Regions from separate parts of the Anser cygnoides genome. Here region 1 is linked to region 2. A link is a contact called in public Hi-C data. All regions are on one chromosome and are shown on one strand. Each heading gives the region's core, a stretch centred on a gene start, on an enhancer-like site or on the middle of the called end of the contact. The rest is flanking DNA. Distances are from core to core; before and after follow the strand shown. Region 1 holds the start of ONECUT1 (one cut homeobox 1). Region 2 has its middle 52 kb from the start of ONECUT1.

Evidence for each region. Hi-C and Micro-C count contacts between places; a contact is called where the count stands out from the background.
Region 1: a contact with region 2 is called in a Hi-C map of liver, with 5 times the contacts expected there. The contact joins the promoter of ONECUT1 here to the enhancer-like site in region 2. A contact is called at or near these places in 2 of 7 Hi-C or Micro-C datasets (both in liver).

What each region holds. Positions count from the first base shown.
Region 1 is chr11:19,903,531-19,906,230 of Taihu_goose_T2T_genome, forward strand. ONECUT1 (one cut homeobox 1) reads left to right here and starts at 1,317. Exons shown (of 2, transcript XM_048060275.2): 1 at 1,317-2,700. The coding sequence starts at 1,655.
Region 2 is chr11:19,851,642-19,854,341 of Taihu_goose_T2T_genome, forward strand. No RefSeq gene overlaps it. Among named protein-coding and RNA genes, the nearest start is that of ONECUT1, 52 kb to the right of the region's middle. Within about 2 kb of position 1,275, at least 1 of the 3 cell types and tissues checked has open chromatin away from gene starts, as enhancers often do. A contact at or near this core is called in liver, where this site is marked.

The sequences.
Region 1 (2,700 bases), core at 67-2,566, 52 kb after region 2:
ATTGCGTTTCAGGGCTATTTTTGCTTCAGCCACCGCTACACCTTTCCTTATGTATCCCTCGCTATCAGAAATTGCGATGTTGTTAGCGTTAATATTGCCTAAATTCAGGGAGGTGGAGAGGGGTTTAGGGATGAGGGAGTGATCGGAGAGGCAGGAGAAGTGCGGGACCCGGAGGTATTTTTTAGCGTAAAATAAAACGTGGAGGAGCCTCGGGCAGCGCGGGAGAACGAACGGCGGTGAGTAACGGGTGGCTCTCGGGGAGGTGGTTCGGCGGCCCCAGCCCCAGCACAAAACCGGACAGAGGTGTGCGGGTTTAGTGCCGGGAAATAACGCACGGGCTGTGGGAACTCTGAATTTTTAGGGGAAAAGCCCCGATCCTGTCCGCTCCGCGGGCCGCGCACGCAGCGCACCAGGCACGGAAAAGTTTCCTGCGAGCCCGCCGGGGGCCGTCGTTAGCCCAGGTCCACGGAGATACTCCGCGGGTGCCCATCCCGGGGGGGGCACCGGGACACGGGGCCCTCTCGGGGCCGTGCCCGGTCCCGGCCCCGCTCCCGGGCAGGGGGCGAAGGGCGCTCGGCGGCCGGTCCCGGCCCCTGCGCCCGGATCCCCCCCGCACAGCGGGGCGCTGCTGCGGCCGCCCCGGGGGCACCGCCCGGCCGCCTCGGTGCTCCGCCGGCCCGAGGCCCCCCGGCTGCGCTCCGCAGTGGCACGGCTCGGCCCGGCCCGGCCCCGGCCTCCCGCCGCTCGGCGCCGCGCACAGGCTGCGCGCTGCCCGGCTGGGCTCGGCGTTGTCAAGGGGCGGACAATAGGCACAGCTGCCCGTGCTTCCCGGATAAAGGCGCCTCGGCTAGCGGGGGGGGCGGCGGGGAGGCTCTGCGCGCCCCCTCCCCTCCTTCTGCCGGGCTTTCTTTCGGGGGAAAAAACGTAACGAAAAGGACAGACAGAACGGCACGGGACGGCCCTGCGGGGCCGGGCACGGCGCGGGGGGCTCGGGGCGCACGGCGGGGGCGCTGCCCGCGGCCGAAAACCGCCCCCCCGCGGGCCCTCCCGGTGCCGGGATAACGGGAACTTTCCCCGCAGGGGAGCGGGGGGGGGCGTCCTGGCAGCCCCCGGCGGGGCGGGCGCTGGGGGGCGGGGCGCGAGCGCGCCCCGTGCCGGGTGCGGCGGGGCCGCGGCTCTGGGCGCCGCGCGCGGGGCTCGCCTCCTTAATAGGGGCGGTGACGTCACGGGGGGCGGGGCCGGCCCCGGGGCGGGGCCGGGGGCGTGGGGGGGCGCCGCGCGCATGCGCCGGGCCGGTGCGGTCGGGGCGCCGCGGCTGCAGCAGGAGCGGCGGCGGTGCGCGGGCGGGGAGCGCGCCGGGAGCCATGGGCAGGGGCGGCGAGGGACGCGGGCGCACACCCGCCGCGGCTGCGGAGCCCGTCCTGAGAGAGCGGGGGCCCTAGGAGCGACCCGACGCCGTCATCCAAAAAAATAAATTTAAAAAAAAAATCCAATAAATCACCAAAAAAATTAATTGCAGGCGGCCAACCAGCAGCGGCAGCAGCACCGAGCCCCTCCCGCGGCCGCCCCCGCCGCCGCCGTCCCGCGGCCGCCGCCAGGAGCCCCGGGCCGCGCCGCAGATGGCCGTGCCGCCCGGCCGGCCGCACGCCCGGCGATGAACGCGCAGCTGGCGATGGAGAACATCGGCGACCTGCACGGGGTGAGCCACGAGCCGGTGCCCGCCGCCGCCGAGCTGCTGAGCGGCAGCCCCCACCACCGCGGCGCCGTGGCCCACCGCGGCGGGCAGCTGGCGGCCCACCCGCGCCCCATGGGCATGGCGGCCATCCTCGACGGCGGCGACTACCACCACCACCACCGGCCGCCCGAGCACGGGCTGAGCGGGCCCCTGCACCCCACCATGACCATGGCCTGCGAGACCCCCCCCGGCATGAGCATGAGCAGCACCTACACCACGCTGACCCCGCTGCAGCCGCTGCCTCCCATCTCGACGGTGTCGGACAAGTTCCCCCACCACCACCACCACCACCACCACCACCACCACCCCCACCAGCGGATCCCGGGCAACGTGAGCGGCAGCTTCACGCTCATGCGGGACGAGAGGGGTCTGGCGTCCGTGAACAACCTCTACACCCCCTACCACAAGGATGTCGCCGGCATGGGGCAGAGCCTCTCTCCGCTGTCCGGGTCGGGCCTGGGTGGCATCCACAACTCCCAGCAAGGGCTGCCCCACTACGCTCACCCCGGCGCCGCCATGCCCGCCGAGAAAATGCTCACCCCGAACGGCTTCGAAGCCCACCACCCCGCCATGTTAGCCAGGCACGGCGACCAACACCTCACCCCCACCTCCGCCGGCATGGTGCCTATCAACGGGATCCCGCACCACCCCCATGCCCACCTGAACGCCCAGAGCCACGGGCAGATCCTGGGCTCTGCCAGGGAGCAAAACCCTTCTGTAACCGGTTCGCAGGTCAACAGTGGAAGTAATTCAGGGCAAATGGAAGAAATCAATACCAAAGAAGTAGCTCAGAGGATCACCACCGAGCTCAAGCGGTACAGCATCCCCCAGGCTATCTTCGCCCAGCGGGTGCTGTGCCGCTCTCAAGGGACCCTCTCGGACCTGCTGAGGAACCCCAAGCCCTGGAGCAAGCTCAAATCCGGCCGGGAGACCTTCCGCAGGATGTGGAAGTGGCTCCAGGAGCC
Region 2 (2,700 bases), core at 25-2,524:
TCCTATTGCCTTGTGAGATGAGTTTGATGTCTTTAATTGAGATCACAAAATGATTAGATTTATGGTGACTATTATTTTGGTTGTTTCCAATGCATGCTTTACCACGATTGTAGTACTTGGTAATTCAATGTCAGCCAAAGAGTTAAGAAACAATGATTCTTAGCAATATGTGCAAAGGGGGTCAGGCACTTACAGGGCTCCACAGTACTGCAAGTGTTGGGGTCCATAGGAGGTGCAGGGTCTGAAGGCTGGGTGTTAAAATTAAAATTCCCTCTGTGTTCTACCAACTGGGTTTGGAAAGCTGGGTCCTACTTCTACGCCATGTCTTTGAGCAAGCTACTGCTCTTCCAGCAGCAGTATGTCAGATGCCCAAAACCAGTGCCGAGGGATGTACGTACCGAAATTTTCCAGGAGTCTCCCGTAACTGTGCATTTATGCAGGGTGCTGGCAGGGTGGGTGAAGCCCTGCCCGCAGCACAGCCCGTGCCTGTCCCCACCTGCGGGCTGCCGCGCAGGATGCATCCCGCACGCGGGCTCGGCAGTGGCCAAGCGCTGGCTGTGCCTTTAAGCCTGCCCGCTGTATTTTTAGAAAGCACAAATAGGCTGCGTTCCCCCACTTGCTCACTGTCCAAGACATAAAAAGGAAGGGCTTTCTGCTTTCTTCAAGTCTCCTTCCCCTGCTGGCACCATATAAGTCTGTCTTTTAAGCAGTACAGGTCCACAGCTCTTTTTTTTATTGAGGAGCTGCAGAACTCTAACCGGTGGTTCAATAAATTGTATTACATCCCCTTCGTACTGAATGCCCTACAAGCTTTGGCTTTCCATGTGTAATTGCAAGCTGTTATTAGCCCAGAGCTTTGTCCGTTACTGTGCCACACTATTGCTGAGCGGTCAATTTTTTTCCCCTGCCATTTCCTTTGCTCACACCATGCTGACCACGTTGGCCAGGGGCTGCCCGAGGTTTATAGTGCAGCATTGATTTTTCTTTTCTCTCAATACTGACAGAATCATAGATCCAAGGCAAATAAAGAAATGCATTCTGTGGTGATGAAATGTCTTTCGTTCAGCCTGGATTGAATCAAAGGCCATCACAGAAATGTTCTACTCTAAAATGCTAGTGAAGCTTAAGGCATTGTTGGAAAATGAATTTTCCATTTTCTTAGCTGTAATTTGGATTCTCAAATCACTGTGCTAAAAATAATCAGATAAAATTGAATATAGACTACAAGCCTATGTAAAATGTTATTTGTTAGGTTTTTCAAGCTGCTACTGCTGATATAAAAGGAATCTGGCAATAGATCAGAAAAGTAATTGCTTAGGTGGATTTCTAGTAGCTATGTCGCATTACTCTGAAAACCAGGGTATAAGACGACTGCTCTATAATTCATATAAACCACAGTAAATAACCAAATCAGAGAGAAACATTTTGCATATCTGCTAGAGGGAGATATTTCTAGTGAAAATAATCGTCGCTTTGTAACACCTGCCCCTCAAAACCAAGTGGTTCTGCTTTTGGCTGGGGCTATTGAAGGGCTTTTCTAGATGGGCAAGTGTCGTGGTCCCCGTCGCGCAGAAGGAAAAGGAGACGCTCGGGGTCGGGGACAGAGGGCAGCCGCATGGTGAATCATGGCAGGGCCTGGAGGAGACCTTTGATCCTCAGAAGCTAAACACTGTTTTCAATGCAAAACAAAACTATCCGTGATTTTCCTGGCATGCAGGAGCAGGGGTCAGTGTATCTGGCAGATTCCCGACACCACAGGCTATTAGGGACCAGAGGCAGCCCCAGTCTGCATAGCTCACTGCGCCAGCACAGGGCTCCAGCTCTCCATTGTTAGGTGTGGGCATTTTTTGGAGGTGGGAGGGTTGTTGTTGTTGCTTTTCCCCTCTGTGTTATCATGAATCGTGACTTAACGCACTGGCATATGTGGCCACTAGAAATCAGCATCAAGGGCATCTATACTTTCTTCCCTGAAAAAACTACATAAGTCATGCAGAAAGACTGAGCAGCAGGTGCTTGTGTCCTCTGCCTAACAGTTCCCCTGTGGCCTTGTGAAGGCAAAGCCCCAACTTCTACAGGTCCCAGGGTAAGCATCTCCTTACCTGGAGTGCCAAATGTCCTCTGGCTCCACACTTCAGAGAGGCCCCACGGGTCTCAGTGAGATGCTAGCAAAAAAATGACAGCAAAAATTAACCCAGAGGATGGAAAGAGTGGTGTATTTATGAATGAAAATAACAGATTCAACAAAGTTAAAACTACAGATTGAAAAAGTAAATGTATTTGAATGTAGCTGTTGGGCAACACCGCATTAATTCCCAAGCTTTGGACCTTCCTTTTCCCCCTTCTTAATGCCTACATATCCAGTATAAATATGTGCTGTTTGCAGCTATTCCTTCAGATCACATTCCCAGCAATGTGCAAGAGGTATTTACACTGTGTAACAAATCAGATTATTTTTCTTCTGATTAATAATAATTAAAAAAAAATCTAAAACAAACTTAAAACCTTTTGGAGTCAAATTCAGTGTTTTACTAAACTTGTTGTATAGTTACATGTAATATGTATAGTTATATGTAAACTATAGCAAAGGAGGTGCCGCAGGATGACCTGAAACCAGCTGCAAAGCAGTTCAAAACCTGGAACGTGTAGGTCTGCCTGCTGGTCCTCTATGCTGGGCCTGCAGGGATTTTCAGGGATTCTTGC